Linked DNA regions of Gossypium hirsutum: all the other regions are linked to region 3. A link is a contact called in public Hi-C data. All regions are on one chromosome and are shown on one strand. Each heading gives the region's core, a stretch centred on a gene start, on an enhancer-like site or on the middle of the called end of the contact. The rest is flanking DNA. Distances are from core to core; before and after follow the strand shown. Region 1 holds the start of LOC121203152 (peptide chain release factor APG3, chloroplastic). Region 2 has its middle 39 kb from the start of LOC107926882. Region 3 has its middle 52 kb from the start of LOC121205267.

What was found. A called contact is a pair of places that touch in the nucleus more often than the background predicts.
Region 1: a contact with region 3 is called in a Hi-C map of leaf, with 3 times the contacts expected there. The contact joins the promoter of LOC121203152 here to the enhancer-like site in region 3. A contact is called at or near these places in 9 of 34 Hi-C or Micro-C datasets (hypocotyl, leaf and petal).
Region 2: a contact with region 3 is called in a Hi-C map of leaf, with 2.4 times the contacts expected there. The contact joins two enhancer-like sites. A contact is called at or near these places in 2 of 34 Hi-C or Micro-C datasets (both in leaf).

What each region holds. Positions count from the first base shown.
Region 1 is chrA08:93,328,869-93,333,144 of Gossypium_hirsutum_v2.1, reverse strand. It overlaps LOC121203152 (peptide chain release factor APG3, chloroplastic), which reads right to left and starts at 1,935. Exons shown (of 15, transcript XM_041075894.1): 1 at 1,565-1,935; 2 at 1,400-1,456; 3 at 1,112-1,192; 4 at 955-1,012; 5 at 751-854; 6 at 351-402; 7 at 13-62. The coding sequence starts at 1,714.
Region 2 is chrA08:93,940,201-93,944,294 of Gossypium_hirsutum_v2.1, reverse strand. It overlaps the pseudogene LOC121204506. Among protein-coding and RNA genes, the nearest start is that of LOC107926882, 39 kb to the right of the region's middle. Within about 2 kb of position 1,949, at least 3 of the 9 cell types and tissues checked have an H3K27ac peak or open chromatin away from gene starts, as enhancers often do. A contact at or near this core is called in leaf, where this site is marked.
Region 3 is chrA08:93,673,112-93,676,895 of Gossypium_hirsutum_v2.1, reverse strand. It overlaps the pseudogene LOC107940489. Among protein-coding and RNA genes, the nearest start is that of LOC121205267, 52 kb to the right of the region's middle. Within about 2 kb of position 2,360, at least 3 of the 9 cell types and tissues checked have an H3K27ac peak or open chromatin away from gene starts, as enhancers often do. A contact at or near this core is called in hypocotyl and leaf, where this site is marked.

The sequences.
Region 1 (4,276 bases), core at 686-3,185, 340 kb after region 3:
ACATGTACCTACAAGATCACCGGCCCAAATTCCAGCCTCATCACCACCAGTACCTGCCCTCACTGGAAAGAAGACAAGCATAGTTCATTAAAGTGGCAATAAGAAGGCAATTACATTAGACTCTGCATCTAAAACTATAATCCATATGACATGGAAAGTACAACTTGTATGCAGACAAACGCTTAAATACACAGAACTATCCATTGAAGAGGAATTAATTTTTGACATGAATTATTGCTCAAAATGCAGCACATATTTGAAGGATAGCAAAGCTACAGCCTGAAAGTTTTCCAACCTAGAAATCAAGTTACTAAATTATCTTCTCAACAAGATTAAGATGATATAGATACCTTCAAGCATTATATTTCTTGCATCAAGAGGATCACTTGGAAGCAGTAGCACCTGCCCACATAGAAGCAATATAGTAGCTTGAGAGACCAGATAGAGGGAGCAAAACCAAAAATAACATAAGCAGCAATAATAAGATACATTCCACAATAAGGCTCAATATTGGTTAATGCTCATCAATGGGAAGTATTATATAAAATATGCAATCAATATCAATCTCATTCCATATTGTTGGAACTCAATAAAACTTTTCGTAATGCAAAGAAAACTGATTAAAACTTCTAATCATACACTTGACTAAGTAGACGATAGAACACAAGTTATTCAGTGGGAAAGTGGCTCCTAGATATGGAAAACAATTATAGAGATGGTGAGATAAAACTTAAGGCATTGGGAGAAAACCTTAAGCTTCTCCTCAAGCTCTTTAAGTTGACCAGATAGAGAGCTGATTTCAGATGCTATCATCTCAGCCATATCTACATCAGTGCCCTCCTCTTCAGATAAAGCTGAAAAAGAATTACTGTAAAAATAAGAAAAAAAGGATCCACAAGCTTTTATCTTATAGTAAAACATTTTAAACAAGATGATGATGATTGTCAAAATTACCTTTGGCCTCCTCTAACTGCTTCTCACATTCTTTAAATCTCCTGAATGTTGATACAACCTATCCACCAAGAAAATAGAACATAAATGGAAAGGCCAATTAGCAACGAAAGAGATAAAGCTCAGCAGCCAGCTAAGAAAGCAAAATGAAATCCAGTACCTCATCGAGTTCCGACACAGACTGAGCCAGTTTTTGGTATTCAGTGGGATTCGAGACAACATCTGGATCAGCTAGCCTAACCTACAGTCTCATTGTTTAGAGAAACAGAAACCTTACTAAACAATTGAATTAAGACACTATTTACGGCATGGAGAACAATATTTTCATGCTTAAGGTAGAGAAACCTTGGATAGACAAAAATTTTGACTAACATACAACTGAAAACACTTTTTTTTCACATAATCGAAACTTATTACCTACAAAAGAAAGAAAAAATAAGAACTATACCGATAATTCCTTCCACGTCTTCTCCGCAGATTCCAGTTTCGTTATCAGATACGGCTCCTGCAAGAAAAAAAAATCCAAAACAATAACCAACAAGAAGTTCATTTTATCGAAATCTCAGCTCTGCTTTTCATCAAATTAAAAAGAAGAAGTTTTTGTTGAACGCACCGCCATACAAACGATTCTCGAAGCTCTGGATCTAGGCCAAGGTCTGGCCACTCTCAAACATCTTGACTGAGGCGTAAAACCGCGTCGAACTGAAAAGTCGTTGAAGGTAGTGAATAATCGAGCTGTGGAGCTCATTGCAACGCAGTTCATTGCTGCGGTTGCTGCTAATGTATCTTTGAGATGAACTATGCTTGAATTAACTATGGATATGGCGGATAAAATGTGAGAGAGCAAGCGAAATTGAAGGGCTGTGACCGAGCGGCTACGGAATAGACACGGTGGCTTTAGCAAACTCAACTAAGACTCCAACTGATAATGTTCCATGCTTTTGCCTTTTCTAGTAAATACCAAACGTGTGTATAAATAATAGTGAGTGAATCAATATTTTAAATGGGTAATTTATATTAATAGTAACCAACTTTGGTTACATGATAAAATAGTTAAATTTTATTTCTGTCATTCAATTTTAGAAAAGTAATAAAATAGTACTTTTAATCATTTTTTATTACAGACGTAACGGCAAAGTAACATAACAAATGACGAATTGATTGGTGTCATTAGTCGTCCAACTGGTTAGTTAGCACCAATTTAAATAGCCTATTTAGCACCAATTTAGGGTTGAAGCAGTAAAAGAAAAAGAAGAAGAAGAGAAAAAATGGAGATGCCGACCGTGATATCAGTGTGCTATTGTGAAAACCCAACCAAATTAAATATGTCTTGGTCCAATGACAACCCAGGTAGGAGGTTTTGGGGTGTAAGAAGTTTGGGAATGGGTTTCAAAAACCATGTTATTTTTTCACCTGGTTTAATCCACCATTGACGCCCCGTTCACAAATTGTGTTGTTGGGTCTTCTGAAAAAAGTGAAGACATTGGAGGATGCAATGAGGGAGGAGAGAAAAACATGGCTTTTAGTGCTTTTATTTGTAATATTATTGCTATTTTTCAAACTCTAAACCAAATTATGTTGTTGTTAGCACCGAAAACCAGCTTATGTGGCCATTGATATAATATTTTGTTATTCATTCATGGTGAGTTGGGTTCCTAAATGTAATGGCCTGTAAAGGGTAGAAGTTTGCTAATTGTTGTTAGAATTAAATGACTCGAATCTTTATTTAAATAAAATACAGTGGTAAAATAAAATAAAAGTAAAATCCATATAGAACTATACTTCTTTTATTTTATTTTAGAATAAGGTTTTTTAAACCTTATTAAACTTCATATATTTTATATTGATTAGAATAAGGTGTTTCAATCTTACTAGAATATGGTTTTACAAGCATATAAATAGACATAATCTATTCCTTTTGTAATCATTCGAATTCGACATAGTGAATTTTTTTCTCCTTTACCCGTGTTTTTTTCCCGAAAGAGTTTCCACGTAAAATCTGTGTGTTCTTTATTTTATTTTCTTTTCTTTTCTTTTTCTCAAATTGGTATCAAAGCTTCCGGGTAGTTCATCTTGATCACTGTAATAGTGTCTTTGAAGTATGAAATTCCGCTATTGGATTGCAACACCAGATTTGTGTTGTGGCATATTAAGATACAAGTAGTTTTTGCGCAGATGGATCTAGAGGATGCCCTGCTAGGGATAGATAAAATGTCTTTGACATTAACAGATGAAGAGAAGAAGTGTAAGGATTGAAAGGCGTTAACACAATTACATCTGTATTTGTTTAACAAAATTTTGCAGGATGTGATGAAGGAGAAAACCGCCGCAGCATTATGGAAGAGGCTAGAACAAATATGTATGTCGAAAACTCTAACAAGCAAGTTGTATATGAAGCAGCATCTTTATGCTCATCGTTTGGAGGAAGGTGTGGCTGTACACGAACACTTAACAATGTTTAAAGAAATTCACTTAAACTTGGAGGCCATGGAGGTTCAGTATGATAAGGAAGATCTAGGGTTGATTCTACTTTGTTCGTTGCCTCCGTCTTATTCAACCTTTAGAGACACGATTTTATATAGCCACGAGTCTCTCACAGTTGGTGAGGTTTATGATTCTTTGACCTCGTATGATAAGATGAAGCATCTTGTGGTCAAACCCGACTCTCAGGGAGAGGGTCTCATTGTTCGTGGGAGACAAGATCGGAATGCTGATGATGATCATGGAAGGACACAGGAACAAAATCCTCGCAGTAAACCTAAGGGTAGATCGAAGTCTTAAAATAGTGGTAAAATTGTAACTTCTGCAAGAAAAAAGGGCACATTAAATCTGAGTGCTATAAGCTACAGAACAAGATTAAAAAGGAGGCTACCAAGTTATATGTTTTGCAGGGTTCTATTGTTACTGGTGATGCAGCTGTCGCTTCCTCTTCCTTGTCTGATGATGATATTACTAAACTTTGGCATATGCGCCTAGGCATATGAGTGAGAATGGCATGGCAGAATTGAGCAAAAGAGGACTTCTTGATGGGCAAGGAATTTGCAAACTAAAGTTCTGTGAGCACTGTGTTTTTGGGAAGAAAAAGAGAGTTCGATTCACCAGAGGAATCCATAACACGAAGGGAACGTTGGAGTATATTCATTCTGATTTGTGGAGGCCATCCAAAGTGCCTTTGAGAGGTGGAGCTAATTATATGCTAATTTTTATTAATGATTTTTCCAAAAAAGTTTGGGCATTCTTCCTGAAGCAAAAAAGTAATGTGTTTTTCGCATTTAAGTCTTGAAAAATTATGATTGAAAAACAGACAAAAAATAAATAAAATACC
Region 2 (4,094 bases), core at 700-3,199, 270 kb before region 3:
TCAAGCTAACAAGCATGACAATAGAAATTGCTTGAGGATTAGAGGAATTTAATCCACTTGTTCTTAATAGTGTTCCATTTCCATCATCAGAAGGTGTGGTTAATGTGCATGTTTAAGTCTTAAATTAAATATAGAAGTTAAGCTTGGTAAGATATTCATTGCAATTTAATGCATCGATAATCACCTATCCGTTTATACCTTGTGAGCACTTAGTATTCTGTTGAATATTCACGTTGGGGATCCCAGTTTATCATTATCATATTTATCTTATTGTTTTTAAGTTATTGCTTTGACAACTACTCTCACAATTTATCTTGTTTCTATCTATTTATTACACTGACATTGATAGACAAAAGACAACCATCCTCGTGAGATCGATATCCAGCAAACTCATATCTGTCTATTAGACTTGCATCAACAGTGTTAGCTTGCACATTATTGCTGTGACGTTAAACAGCCAATCAATATATGCATAGTTCATATGTTAGTGGAAGCTTTTGTATGAAAGTTTATGTGAAATAGCTAAAGATTGATATTGAATTGATTCTATTCAATTGGTTAATGTTTGTGTTATATTGACTTGAATCATGAAAGTACTATTGAGGTTTATTGCTCAATGCACGGTTTGTTTATTCCGTGCGTAGGTATAGGTGGATCTTAAAGTCCCGAGAGGTGAATTCAACATTCAATTCGCAGCTCTCAACTCAACAAAGTTTATATAGTATTTTACTACATGTACCTAGGTTTGAACTGCTTTAAGGTTATAAATGGTCAATTAGGTGTCTTTGAGTAATAGATATATAATATTGTATGGTATATGAATGGTTAATATTTTCATGATTTGAAATATGTAATTGATCATATATGATATTGAGTTGAATACCTTTTGGGTCTTAGGACCAATTATGTTTTATATTCTACCAGGTTGAAAATTAAGGATGTTTAAGTTGTTGATGTCTACCTTCGAAGTCGAAACACCACTCCATGGATATCGCAACACCAACCTTCAACGTCACGACATCTACTGTTTGAAGTCGTGACGTCAACTCACTGTTTTCAAAGTCGCAACATTACACCTCTGAAGTCATGATGCCAGCTCGATAAAGTTTGGAGACTTTACATTTTAGTCCTCTAATGGCCTCGGGTTATTGAAAGAGCTTTCGTAAGCTCGAATAATCCCTAAACAAGATTATATATTACAATATAATGATGTAATGAACTTGTTAGTGAATATAAAATGTTGAATCAATAAAAAGTGTGATTGGAGTTGCTCCGAGAAAAAATGCAGCATCCTGTAATTCAGACCTAACGATTGGGTCGAGCATAAGGTGTTCCAAGTTTGCATCTCAAAACATTCCTTTTTCATCAACAATGGACACGGGATTCAAGCGTTGGAATCCATGATGGATGAACACAACAAATAATTTCAGAGATTTAATAAATATTTTATAATTTTTAATAAATGATTTAGTGCTAACAATGATTAGCGTGCAAATAAATAATGGTTTTTATATAATTTTTCATACATTTTTTAATTTTATAATCTTTTTTATTTTATCTTATTAATTTTTAATAATTTCTATATTTTAATAAATTGTTCATTTTTTATTTTTTAAATTTATATCATTTTTTAAAAAATTTATTAATTTTTTGGATTTTTAATAATTGTCTTTTACTATAATTTTTATAATATTTTGCACTTTTCTATAATTTATTTAATTTTTTTATAATTTTAATGATTTTAAATATTAAATATCAATTTTCTCTGTGCAATCAATTAATCGTTAATTTTAACAATTAAAGAATTTAATTAATTAAAATTTTAACGTTTAAAAGCTAAATTGAAATTTTAACGTAAAAAAAAGGGGGGGGGGATAAGCACCCTCTAGCATAAATAAAATTTATTACATTGTATGTGGTATACTATTAATGACAAGTCCAATAAGCCTGTAAGGCCTACGGATAAGGCTAAGCCATACCTCAACTCAGGTTTAGACTTTAGAGGTCCAACAACTCAATGAACTAGTGACATAATCCTTTACGACCAATATATATATATGAACAAACCTTTACGACCAATATATATATATTTAATTGAAGAAAAAGGAACTTTTTTCACACTTAAACTAATTATTCAGCCTCAAAACTAAAATAAGCAATACCCTTAATATAGGATTACAAAACAATTGGAATTAAATCATGAACAGGTGAGCAAGCAGTAAGAAACTTTACAAGCTATACTTATTTATTTACAAATTACATAATAAATTAGGTGAATTATGGGGAAAGAGTGAAATAGAAAGTCTTCAGAAAGCTTCATCTGGTTTCACAAAGTTGTGATATTCCAGCCGAGTCATTTCCCCACCATTCACTGGGTCAAACTGGCTTCTGTAGAAGTTGTATTCATAATCATTTTGCACATTTTAGAGCTTTTTTGTTATGGGTAAATGACACCGAAGATCACTAAACTATTATTAAATTTACATTTTAATCACTTAACTTCAAAAATTAAAAAATGATTGCTAAACTATTCAAAAGTTTTCGGCTAAGTCACTGGGCTATAAAAACTAATGTTGTCTGACCTTTTTTGTTCGCACTACCTACACCAATCAAAAACTCTTTTTAAACAACTTTGAATGCCATAAATCTACAAATTAAAATCCAAACAACTTTCTTCTCCAATTTTCGATACTAACCATTAGAGTGACTCTACTTGTCGATGGCTACTATTCAATCATACCAATCGTCGAATCATCGCTTGAAGCTCGCTAGCTATTTAAAAAATAATAATAATAACTTAACAATCCAATTACTTAAATAAAAACTTTCGAATAGTTTAAAGTCCATTTGTAACTTTTTAAAGTTGAGTGATTAAAATGTAAACTAACTAATAATAGTTTAGTGAAATTCTGTTTGGCAAGGGAAACTTATCATCTTGGCGGAAATGGTTAAGAGGTTAATAATTTATTACCAATCTCACAAAGGAATCTTAAAGGCCATTTAAGATTATTATGAGAGCATCCCCAATCCTTCAGAATGGTCTCAAGAATACCCGTGGTATTGTAGTTAACCTTTTTATTATCTCTCCTTCACCAAAAACCAAAAAGGAAAAGAAGTTGCAGCAAACAAGTGAAGAGCTAGTTTGTGAAGGTCATTGAGAAATTTACCAAAGCAAGCTTCAAACGCCTCAAGTCATAAAATACTACCAAAGCTACATAAATGTTAGTTTATGTGAAGGTCATTGAGAAATTTATCAAAGCATGCTTCAAAGATTTGATATCTCTGTCAGTTTAAGTTTCTTTTTCTTACCTTCCATCGATGCCAAGAATGACAACAGTATTCTTTTGGTGACCAAAAGCAACAATGTATTGAGAACCTTCAAGCAGACGGAACTGAGCCACTGACCACTCTGAACTAAAATACTTGGGTAACACTCCTGCAAGCAGAAATGTAGCTTAGATAGATGCTTACAATAGTTGATTCCCGAAAACCAAAAGGATTGCCTCAAATGCGCCATAGATATATATTAGAGACAATCTTGTTAGTTGTCACATTCAGCTTCAAGTGTTAGTTTCTCTGCTGGCTCAAGTACTGGGATAACTCTCCTATAGGTAGAAAGCCAGATCATATGCTTATCACAACACTCACAAAATCTTAAATGCCAACTTACTAGAAGCTAGGTTTGACACAAGCTGGTTACCCCACAATTAGATTACTAATTCCCCAGCAGGATCATACTCATCATCCAACTGAAAGTCGTAATGTTGTTTCCCAGGCATAGGTGATACGAATCTCAGAGATAAAAAGAAAAACGAGGTAAAGAGCAATTGTCATGATGTTTTTCTTCCATTTGCAGAGAACATAGTTCAGAGATAAAAGAGAGTCATGGCCGTTTGCAGCATCTAATGGCAGGAGGGGACACTTTACCTCTGATAGAAGAAAGAGACGAATGGGGCGGCTCGGATGCACTTTGTGACCTGACGCTGCCCGGAGATCCAGCATTGAACTTAAGGCCAAACACATGGACGGTTCCTTTATCACTTGAAACCGATAACCACTGGACATTCGAAGAGAATGCCAAACTATAAATTTCA
Region 3 (3,784 bases), core at 1,111-3,610:
AATTGTTTACTGTAATGTCTCAGGAAGATTATGTGCAAGTACACAGTCGTTTATAAGTAATAAAGTAGTAAGTAAGAGTTATCGTATCTACAAACACTATAAATGTGAATCAATAATTGCAAAATTAACACTTAGCAAGTTGGTTTGTGGCAAAATAAATAAGAGTGTGATGAATTTACTAACTAAATTAATTAAAATAAATCTAAGTATGCAGATAAAATGTATCACAGAATAATTAAGCAAGCAAGTTTTTAAGAGTAAATCACAATGACATGCATGTGCTAGAATAATTACTCTTCCTCACTTAGAATTATTAAGACAATGTTAAATGATATTACAGAGATTCCATGGCAAAATTAATAATTTACTAATCCTAATTGCTAAAGTTATAATATTATACTTAGTTTCTCTAGCATATTTTTATATTTAATCAACTTTACAATTTCATAAGTACACATCATAAAGGAATTATGCAAGGTAACAATATTGTCTAATATTGTTACTAACTCAATCATTAAATGAACAAACATGCACCATTCAAATATTGTGTCAATTAATTACAATCTTGTTTAGATTAAATAAATAATTCAACTGCTTCCCTATAGTCATAATGCATGAGAAACATGTTCATAATTTTATTTGAATGAGTAAATTAATCAAATGCACAGAACATTTTCAACAGAGTAAATAATTTAAGCTAAGGAATTGAAATCATTTTAACACTAAAAAAATTAAGCAATCGTGATTACATTAAAAGCAGAAAACTTAAGTTGCAATCATATTTCTTGAATTGAACAAAAAATAAAAGATTAAAGGGAACGAGAATAATTACTAAGCTGATTCCAGTGGATTTCTATGGCACATCTCACTTTGCTCCTCCTTTCTTCTCTTCTTGTCGTGACTACTAAGCTCAAATTCTCAATATTGATGAAAATTGACTGCTCTTAAAATCTTTCAATGCTCTTTTAAGTGTGAGGGTGAGCAAAATTCGATTTGACTCAAAAAAATCGAAAAAAAGTTCGAATTTTGAATCATTTGAATCGAATTAATCAGATTAATTCGAATTTATTTTTCAAATTTCGAGTTAAATTTTTAAATTCGAGTAACCCGAATAATTCGAATAAACTAAATATCAAATATTTTACTTCCTTTTCCCCTCAAACCCCATCTCAAAAGTCACACCTTTTTACTTTCCCCCCAAAATTTTACATCCCCAAACGCCAAAAACCATTTTCCTTTTACTTTCTCCAATACTTTCGTCTCAAAAATTTTACTTCCCTCAAACTCTTAAATTTTTTACTCCTCTTAACCTCCCAAAACTTTTTCCCCTTTTGCTTTTCCTCAAAACTTTTACTTCCTCCTAAACCCCAATTTTTTTTCAAATTTATGTCTATTACTTATATTATTGAATTAAATTTCACATTTTTTTACTATTTATATTATTGAATTGTTTAATCATGCTAAATTTTTATCAATTTCTGTAAAAAATTGAATTATTGATGATGACATAAAATATTCAGTTAATTTTTTTTTGTATCAATTTCATATTTTATTTTTAAATAAATTTTATTAAAAAAACACGTTTTTTATATTTAATATATTTTTTAATTTTCAAATACATGATAACCAGAATCAGAAAATAATTGAAGCAACTAAGTAAGCAAAAAAGTTAACCTGTATATAAAATATTAATAAATAAATTATGAGTGGGTGAAAGCTAATAACAAATTTGATTACGGTAGGCAAATTTGATTATGGTAGGTGAAAGTAGCTACAAGAACCCAAAGTTATTTTTTAATTTTCGAACAAATATATTCGATTCGATTTGATTTGAATTTCATCTCACTCAACTTGATTAAAAAAAATTCAAATCGAGTTAGGATGATAAAATAAGATTTATCAACTCAATTAACTCGAATTTTTTTCATTCGATTCGATCAAACGCTCAAACTTACTTAAGTGGAGTGAAAAATAGGAGAAAAGATGATGAATGGTGGATGATTGAGTGATTGATGAAAGACTTCTTATTTATACTAGAAACGCTCCAACATCCCCTAGCTATTTTTAGCCCCAAATCCCTTGATTTTCTCTCTAGAGGTGGCCGAAGGTGGGTGGACGATCATGCTGTTTTGGGAAGGATGTTAATTGATTTATGCTTGATTCAAGGGAAGAGTTGCTTGATTCCCTCATGGTTGATTGGTGGTTGAATTGGTTGATTACCAAGTTTTCATGGACAGTTTGGGCTCATTCCTTCCGAATGGACGATTTGGGCTCTTTCGATCTTGTTGGGTTATCCAGTTTTGTTGACCCACTTAGGAGCTGGGTCAAGAGTTGGGTCAAGAGGAATTCTAAAGTCCAATTATTATAATTGGGGCATCCAAGGATGGTAATATATCAGTCCACATCGTGTAGGTCCTTTGCTACATAGACGTTGCAGCGTTAGGCATCAAAGTGTGCATTTCAATCCCTTTCCTCTTCTGAGTTTATTAGGCACTTTTAGGACTGAAAATCAATTTTAGCATATAAATTAACAAAAATGAATTATTTCAAATAAATTGAACAATAAATAGAAATTAAAAAATTACTGTAGAATTTGTTATTAGACACCCCGAACTTGAATGAATTTGAAAGTAAATAGATCTTAAAATAACTATATTTTGGAGTTATCAATTGATCAAGTAAGAGGTGAAATACATGAATTTTGTTTGATGTGTGAAAGTTGTCAGTAAGATAGTAGAATAGAAGTTGTGTGAATTGTCTTTAGGCGCAATAATGTGAGGCAAGTTAACGTACAGTTTCTATGAATACAGCTCTATAATTCCGAGAGCATTCTAATTATAGCTGTTTATCCTTTGTGTAGAAAGTGCAACACGAGTTGTTGGTTGTATACGTTAACCAGCTACTTGAAAAGGAGGATTCAGGGATCAAGGTTTTGTTTAGAGATGATAAGGTAAAATTTGCTCAACCTTGTCTCTTTGCAAGAAATGTTTACTCTTCTCGCTGTTTATTTCGGTAACTGTGTAGATCAGGAAATTACTTGGCTTACTTTATGCTCTGTAGGTGGATGATCTTTCTAGGACGTACAGGGTTTATAATAAAATATCTCAAGGCCTGGATCTTGTTGCTAATGTATTCAAGCAGGTATGAATTTCTGTTTACTTGTTCTGCAAGCTAAATGACCGTCTTTTCATGTTACTTCACAGCTTTACTGACTCTTTCTGAGTTTTTTTTTTTCTTTTGCAGCATGTTACTATTGAGGGTACAGCCTTTGTTCAACAGGCAGAAGAGGCTGCAAGTAACCAGGTTAATTTGTTGTTGCCCTTCTCTTATAGTTACAAGTATAATTGCTGGATACAATTACTGATGTCGTTTTGTAGTAAGGATTACTGAAGATTTGTATTCTTGTGAGGATATCAAATCTATTCTTTTGTACTAACATATTGAGTGCAAAACAGGAAGAGTAATGTTTAAGCATAAACCTGGCTCTCTTTTTTTTATCTATTATTTTGTTTATGCACCTGAGTGAAAAATGGATGATACATAATTTATTGTTTCGACTACTCAACGTGCCCATCTCTAAATGCTGATAGTCAATCATTTTCACAGGCCTCAAATACTCCTAGCGGGCACGAACAGGTAAAATTTCCAACTTTTAAGCTATGGATACTCATGGATTCACTTCAGATGTTGAAAATTAATATTGTTATCATCATCGTCAGGTTCTTGTAAAGAATATACTTGAGCTGCATGATAATTATATGACATATCTGAACAGCTGCTTTCA